Linked DNA regions of Rattus norvegicus: region 1 is linked to region 2. The links are chromatin contacts, called in public Hi-C maps. All regions are on one chromosome and are shown on one strand. Each heading gives the region's core, a stretch centred on a gene start, on an enhancer-like site or on the middle of the called end of the contact. The rest is flanking DNA. Distances are from core to core; before and after follow the strand shown. Region 1 has its middle 7.0 kb from the start of Psmc1. Region 2 overlaps LOC102550434 (a long non-coding RNA gene).

Region 1 (4,366 bases), core at 1,759-4,258, 1.0 Mb before region 2:
TCCTAGAAATAGAATGAAGGGGACACAGTGACCGCAGGCGTGTTCCACGTTGCCCATTAGGAAGGCTGGGGCGTGCTCTGGTCCAGCAGAGAAGCATGAAGGTGTTGCCTCTTGTTCTCAACACTCTCCCTTCCTCTCTCTCTGCCCCCTGTTCTTACTGTCCCCTCAGCTTTCCCTCCCCCTTCCCCATCCCCTTTGGCCTCTGTCCTTGTGAGGGGCTCTCGCAGATTCACTCTCTCCCGGCTTCAGCCCATTTTCCTATCCATTTTCTTTTCCATTGAGGCACATTGTGTGGCCAATAATGCACAAAAATAAATACACAAAACGAAAATGAATGTTGTATAAATATACCCCCTCCCCCACATGCGTCTGCCCATGAGCTGCCATCATGCAGACAGGACAAAGATTCTCAGCATTCTAGAAACACATCGTCTGTGCTGTCTATGGACTGTCTTGATTTTCACCATCCCGAGTTCTATTTGTTCTAGAAATTCTTAGGCATGACTCTCATGGTGTGCACATTTTGAAGCGTAGCTATTTTCATTCATCTGTTTGAGGTTTCCCTATGTTGTTACGTGCACTATGTCAAAGGGAACACTTTTACAACCTCACTAGTAGCATACGAGGTGATGTGTGTGTGTGTGTGTGTGTGTGTGTGTGTGTGTATGTGAGTGTGTGCCTGTGCGTGTGTATTCTGAGGCCACTTCTTGTCATAAAGTATTCCTTTAGACCGTTACTCCACGTGTGTTTCTCCATCATCAGGGATGGTCATGTGGGCAGTGTCACTGACAAGGCCAAGTGCACTCTCAGTCACATGCTTTTATCAGTGTGTGCACGTGTGGTGGACATTCTGGTCACAGCCTTCAGAGACACCGTTTTCCAAAGCAGCGGAATACCTTTACTGTCTCTTAGCAGCCTACGAACCTCTCTCCAGCACTGGTGCTGTCCATGTTTGATGCCTCAGCCACCCTAGGAGAATGCAGTGGTGTCTCATGTGGTTCTCGCGTGCAAACTTCACGGCCCCACTGGCTTCTTCTGCTAAGCACTTGCTGGAATGCTTTATTTATTTTTTGAAAATATGGTGGCTGTACGACTTACAGTCCACAAAACTTACCCATTTTAAATGTTGAGTTCAACAAAATTCGGTGAAAATATAGCTGTATTACACCACTATCTTCCCAAATTTAACACGGTCACCATAGCAAAACTTAAAGGAAGGGGGCTGGGAAGACAGCTTTCTGGGTGAGAGTCACAAATTCAAGGGCCTGAGTTTGGCTCTCAGCACCCAGGACAGGAGCCGAATGTGGACGCCTGTAAATCAAGCACTGTGGATGCTGGGTGGAGGCAGGAAGATCATTGGGGGTTGCTGAATTCCAGCCTAGTTCAAGGGTCAGTGAGAGATTCCGCCTCAAAACAACGAGACAGAGAGTGACAGAGCAGGACACCCACATTCTTCTCTGGCCACTGTTTACAGAGACACAGATGTGCACTTCCTTACATATGTGCGCACACACCATACATGTGCACCACACACAGAGTCACAGACACACAGACACAGACACACATACAGACCAAGATACACACAGATACATACAGATACACACAGATACATACAGATACACACACACATACACACACCCACTCACACACACATACACACACATACACACACACTCACACACACTCACACATACACTCACATACACATACACACACACTCACACATACACACACACTCACACATACACTCACACACATACACATACACACTCACACGCACACACTCACAATACACACACTCACATACACACACTCACACACACACTCACACACATACACACACTCACACATGCACACACACTCACACACACACTCACACACACACACACACCTTAAAGGAAAAACAGACCTAGGAGAGAGAAAGGTACACATAGAAATAAAAGGTTCTGGATTCTTTGCCCCATCTGCTGCTCTAGGAATGAGACTCAAGGACAATCACTCTTAGGTCCTGGGGTTCCCTTTAGAAAGGGGGCTGGCACCTTGGTCCCTGATATCACAGACCAGTGTGTGTGTCAGATGCTGGAGCACCAGAGGTGCTGGTGGGAGCTCAAGTGAGGGAGTCTCAGGGACAGCGAGCCTGTTCCCTGTTTCCCTCAGTCCCGACCATAGGTGACAGCCCACAGTGACAGTGGGAGGAGGTGGCAGCTGCGGGTTTCCTACACACCTGTCACTTGTCCTGGATAAGCAGAAGCCTCCCAAAGCAGCTGCTGGAGGTTTTCATGGATCCCAACTAAAAGACTGTTGTAACCCTGGCCGGGGGAGGACCGAGAAGTCGACCCTTGAGGGGAGGGTCTGATAGTGGTCATGAGAGGTCATTAACAAGGTATGTTGGTCATATCTACCCCACACTAACTCTTCTTCCCCTTCCTGGAGTCCTGTCCCGGCATGTTGTCCCCCACCTCATGCTCTCTCCTTTTTATGAAATAACTCATGAGTTCGACTGGTGTTTGCGTCATGTGCACGAGAGTGGGGCCATTCACTAGAGCATGGGGAATCTATCACATGTGTACATGGGTACCGTGCACATATGGAGGTCAGAGGACAGCACTCTACAGTTGGCTCTCTCCTTCCACTGTGGGCTCAGCCCACTGAGACATCTCATGCCCCCAGCCCCACTTACCCCTTTAACCCCGTATTGCTCCTCTCTCTTTATATCTCATGTGCTCTATTCTCTTACTCAGCCCCCCTTTAGGGAACCTTCCCCTCCCCTCTCATGGGCCATACTGACTTCTTGGCTTATACAGACCTCCCCACTCCCATTGTAAGAATTTCCCAGTTATGACTAGGGTGACAGTTGTAGGTCTCAATCTCTTTTTGAGACTACATGGCAGTGATCCTGTCTGTTTCCTGGAAACCATGACAGCTTGTGGCTCCATAAGGGGACAAAGCCTTGAAGGGCCACAGGTGCATCCTGGGACAGGAGCTAGGCAGCCGCCATCTGAGCTGACCTCTGCCTAGTCTGAGCTTGGCTCTGCCTGAGCCTTCCCACACCACCCTAGCAGAGCCACCCAGCAGCACATTCCTCTGTGTCCCTACAGGCGTTCTCCAATCCTCAGAAGACATCTCTGTGTGCCCAGGGAAGTCCTTGAGGAGGTAGGATTAGGTGTGATGTGTAAACAGGGACGCTCCCCAAATGTCAAAGCGTGCCACATTGGCTGTCTTGGCAAAGCCTTCTTGACAGATTAACCTCCCTGGGGGAACCTGAGCAAGCAGCAAGTCCCTGTGGCATTTTAACAGCTGAGACACCAGCTGCCTAACAGATTCCAGCCAGCAGGGAGAGAGCCATCTATGGAATGCTGCTGCAGGATGCAGAGTAAAGGCCTGTACTCAGGTGTGCCTTGGGCCCTCCCCAGGCAGAGCAGTGGTGCAGATGAGGTCTGGCTCCACCAAAGGAGAGAAAAGCTTACTCCAGCTGAGCCTGATCCGCCTCAACCACAGACTCAGCAGCTCATTGCTGTTGTTGCCTTTGAGGCTTGAGGCTTGGTACTATATGCAGTGGTATATATGCTGCGGTACTACATGCAGTGGTACTGCATGCAATGATATTACACTCAGTGATATTACATGCAGTGGTATATATGTAGTGGTACTACATGTGGTGGTACTGCATGCAGTGATATTACATGCAGTGGTACTGTATGCAGTGAGACTACATGCAGTGATATTACATGCAGTGGTACTACATGCAGTGATGTTACATACAGTGGTATTATATGCAGTGATATTACATGCAGTGGTACTACATGCAGTGATGTTACATACAGTGGTATTATATGCAGTGATACTACATGAAGTGATATTACATGCAGTGGTACTACATGCAGTGGTCTTATATGCAGCTGTACTACATACAGTGGTACTCATGCAGTGGTACTACATGCAGTGTTAATACATGCAGTGGTATTATATGCAGTGGTACTATATTCAGTGTTCACTTTATACAGTGGTACTCATGCAGTGGTACTTATGCAGTGGTACTACATGCAGCCATACTTCATACAGTGATACTACATACAGTGGTACTAAATACAGTGGTACTCATGCAGTGGTACTCATGCAGTGGTACTTATGCAGTGATACTACATACAGAGGTACTACATGCAGTAGTACTACATACAGTGGTACTAAATACAGTGGTACTCATGCAGTGGTACTTATGCAGTGGTACTACATGCAGCCATACTTCATACAGTGATACTACATACAGTGGTACTACGTACAGTGGTACTCATGCAGTGGTACTACATGCAGTGGTACTACATGCAGAGGTACTACATGCAGCAGTACTACATACAGTGGTACTACA
Region 2 (3,890 bases), core at 762-3,261:
GGTTTTGGGGCTCATGGCCTCTTGCTCTCTTGTTAACTCCAGAAGCCTAGTGTCTTTAGATCTTTCCCCGTTACCGTTGAAACTTGGCCTTTCTTCTCCATAAGAACCTTTGTCACCAAAAAGAAGAGCCCAGGATTTATATCTCAAAAATCCTTAATCCAATTCCATCTGCAAAATCTTTCTGTGGTATGAGGTCATAGTGATGGGTTCTAGGAATGAAGTGGACATCTTTAGGCTTCGATATTTACCCTAATGTGCATTGAGTCAAACCCTATGTATTGATTTTAAATAAATAATAAAAAAAGATTTGCTATTGACAAGTCCATGTGATTTTATCCAAAACTTCTCAATGGGCACAATTACCATGAATGCTGGTGATAAAAGGGATGGTCAGGAGTGGTGGCCCACACCTATAATCCCAGCATTGAGAAGGTTGGTTCAGGATGACTGTGAGTCAGAGTCTGACCAGCTACACAGTTGAGTCCTTGTTCAGAAAGCATAGGAAGGGGGTGGTTTTGCCATCAGCTGCCAGCCCTGTGCTCAGCCTGTTGTTTCGGGAACAGTGTATCTGGCAATTTCTAGCCGACCATGTATGTTAGTGGAGGCTAAGGTCCTTCCCAGGAAGCATCCGTGGGTTTCTCGCACCAAAGCCACTTACCTCGCTATAGGTTCAGGTGAGGTCAGCACAAGGACTGTAGAAGGAGACCCTCCCTACAGAAGGAGGAAGTTCCTCTGTGAGACAACAAGACCTTCCAGTGGATATCACCACACTCTGTTGTGGAGAGGGCAGCATGGGACCCTTCTGTTCTATAATGTGTGAGAGAGACAGGAGAAAAATCACATACCACACAGGAGCTTGAGACTAAAGGGGAGAAATGGCTTTACACTTGTGTATCTTCTTCACTGTGAATTGGGGGGAGGGTACCAATTTTGATTTTCTACAATATTTCTTTTACCCACAAATCAACACATATCATCTAACATATGATCTAATACAGTGCCAAGCACAGAGACCCTAAGATGTCTATATTCAACATTACATTCAGTTATTTATCCTGGTCAGTGGGTTTTGGGGCACCCTTAACCTCCTTGTTACTAAGACTTCATTCTTCATCTCATTTTCACGCTGGTCTGTGGTTTACCTTTGCGTATATTTTCTTTAATGATAATTCTGGAGGGTCCCTCCCGGGCAAAATTCAAACTTTTATCTGTGGAGGAAAACCCAAGGCTGGTTAGGATCCGTGGAGGTAGAGAAAAGGGAGGCGACCCTCCTCCCCCAACTTCTGTGGGTGCCCTCTTCCAAGACATTCTCTTTATTACCAATTGCCTTCTCCAAGTGAGAAAAAAATAAACTAATTTTATATCTATTCAGTCCAATAAAGCTCATTGTCCTACCTCCACCCCCCGTGATAAGAGGCAGGAACAGTTCATTTTCCATTGCTAAGCAACGGCAGAAAACAGTGATCGGCATCTGTGCCCGGCCTCACCGGCTGATAGGGATCGCTGTCTAAAGTTCATGTTTGCATTCTGAAGTCAACAGTAATTGTAGTTCCCGATTAGTCTTCATTAGGATAGTTTATGGCTGGCCTAACTCCAGTCTCCACTCAGTGGTTTGAATGTACTGTCTTCCTAGGGAAAGAAATATTTGGCAGTAAAAACCCTTGTGCGGATTTCCTCCGCTCATTTCCCTTCGGTGGGCCAGGAAAGTACGGTCCACACCCGTAGTTCCCTGGCCTGGGACAGCAAGGCCACTGTTGGAGGCATTGGAGGAATCGGGTGGAAAAGAAGGCTGTGTACTCCTGGGCTGGCTTCTGTCTACTCTACGGAAAAAGTAGGTCAGTGGCGCACAGGTCTGTTTGGTAAAAGAGTTCTTGCAATTTGGGGCCCAAAGCACGACCCGTCTTTCCAGAGCAAAGGTATGTAGGGCCTTTCTTTCCATAGACCTGAGTCTCCTGCCCGCCTGCCTGGCTCAGGAATGGGTCAAACACTGGCTTTACTGTAGTGGTTCAGTCTCAGCCAACTTGAAAGCGCCGCTCTAGGCCACCAGCTCCCAGGTGTTGACTCACCCTGAGGCTGAGAGCCTGGCAGCCTAATATGGCAGCAGCCCAGGCCCTTACATAACTTGCCCTTTTAGCCCTAGCTCAAAGTTCCAAGGCTGATCGGGGAAAACAAATACAGAAAACAGCTTCGAGCAATTCATGAGCGTGTTACCCTCCTTTTTAGACCCCATCCTCAGACGTCTGTTTACCCTCAGCACTTTTCAGAGACAGTGTGGCTCCTGACTGCCCTCCTATACCCCATCCCCTAGAGTTGCATTGGATTTCTTAGAGCCGTGGTGGAAAACAAGCCTACTTGCGCCCCCTAGTGTACATGCGAATCAAAGCATTGCAAATTGAGTACCAAGAGCTTGCCGCCTCCAAGAGATTGGGGCAGCCCCGTGTCTTGAGGTCTAGGGCGGGGACCAGAAACCATACTTAAGTCTTGTCCTCCACCCCACCCTCACCCAGTTGTGCTCTTCTTGAGCCTTCCGCTTGTAATCTAAATCAAGTACTCGAAACGCGCCAAGCTCATGGGAGACAAGGGAATCTTTGCTAGTGGCGGACAGTGTGGCCGGAAACAGACACTATCGAGTCAAAGTCCAGTTGTTTTGCTACAGTCGTTAAGTTGTGCCATCCGTGTCTCTCAGACCCTTTGGGGTGATGATTCCCTAACAGAAGGAGAAACTCTGAATTGAACAGCGAGTTTCTTGGAACCTGATCATCTTGTACGTCTTCTGTCACCAAAGGAAGATAGGAGAGAGTCCAAGAAAATACACAATCTGGTCAGAATCTGAGGTAGGGGCACTGAGACCTGAGGAGGGTACCAGGAACCATGAGGACACTAGGAAAAACTGAAAACCATCTTCTCAGGGTAAAGAGGAAATTTGCCTCCAGAAAGCTTGGATCCGCAACCTGAGTAAGTTACTTGGACACTCTTCCCAGGTTGACTCACTTGATTGAAGTCAAGCGCGGGCTGGCAAATGCATTTCATATCCTGCACCAACCTTAGTGAAGTATGAAGCCTAAAATGTTGAATTGAGAGTGTTCCTGAAGGTTCAGTTTGATAAAAAGTATCGTGATTGATTAATAATGTCTGCTGTGAGCATAGAACATATGAGTCCTGGCATACATGGTGAACATGCAAGGAAGTAGGGGCGTGTGTGTTTTGTACAGAAGATATGCCATAGTATTCATTATTTTCATTATAAGTGGGATTAAATTGATTCCTAAGTTTTCTTGGGTCTAGAGAACTTATTCTCACCATTCCCCTCCTTACTCTGCAAAACCCCATGACTGACCAACCGGAAGGCTGACGTGGGAGAAAAACAGAATGGCGGTGAGAATATGTCTGAGTTTCTCCTCTCCTAAGATACAGAGTTATGACACCACGGAGGGATTAACCGAATGTGACTGCAGGCGCAGAGAGCTAGCAAGTGCTTTGAGCATGTGGAGAAAGGGCGGGACCGTCCAAAAGCTCCTAAGTAGTTTACAGACACCCTTGTGAGTTACTCAGTCCAGAAGAGCTCACTGGAGAACAAGGTCACTGCCTGCACATCATAAACACAAGACGTGGAAGAGGTGGCTCCAGGGTACAGTGCTCAACTCCCTCTGACCCCGCAGACTGTTACACAGCCTCCTGTGGAAGAGAGCAGAAGTGATGTATCTCCTTCCCCGTTCTATTTGGTTGATGTCCTCTCTCTGTGTGGTTGCCACATCTTTAGGGAACTCACATAGCACCTCAGGCTGTCCTTAAGGCGCCTTTCACCATCTGAACTAAGTATCTGTAAAACGATTTGCACATCAGTTATTCTCTGCTAGCCTGGAAGGCTCGAGAGAAGTCCTGAACGTTAT

Evidence for each region. Hi-C and Micro-C count contacts between places; a contact is called where the count stands out from the background.
Region 1: a contact with region 2 is called in a Hi-C map of psoas muscle, with 3 times the contacts expected there. The contact joins two enhancer-like sites. A contact is called at or near these places in 4 of 12 Hi-C or Micro-C datasets (Schwann cells, frontal cortex, mammary epithelial cells and 1 more).

What each region holds. Positions count from the first base shown.
Region 1 is chr6:125,113,298-125,117,663 of GRCr8, reverse strand. No RefSeq gene overlaps it. Among named protein-coding and RNA genes, the nearest start is that of Psmc1, 7.0 kb to the left of the region's middle. Within about 2 kb of position 3,008, at least 1 of the 93 cell types and tissues checked has an H3K27ac peak or open chromatin away from gene starts, as enhancers often do.
Region 2 is chr6:124,096,767-124,100,656 of GRCr8, reverse strand. LOC102550434 (a long non-coding RNA gene) reads right to left here. Exons shown (of 10, transcript XR_010052802.1): 3 at 1,488-1,629; 4 at 1,143-1,208; 5 at 659-807. Among named protein-coding and RNA genes, the nearest start is that of Cpg1, 57 kb to the right of the region's middle. Within about 2 kb of position 2,011, at least 24 of the 93 cell types and tissues checked have an H3K27ac peak or open chromatin away from gene starts, as enhancers often do.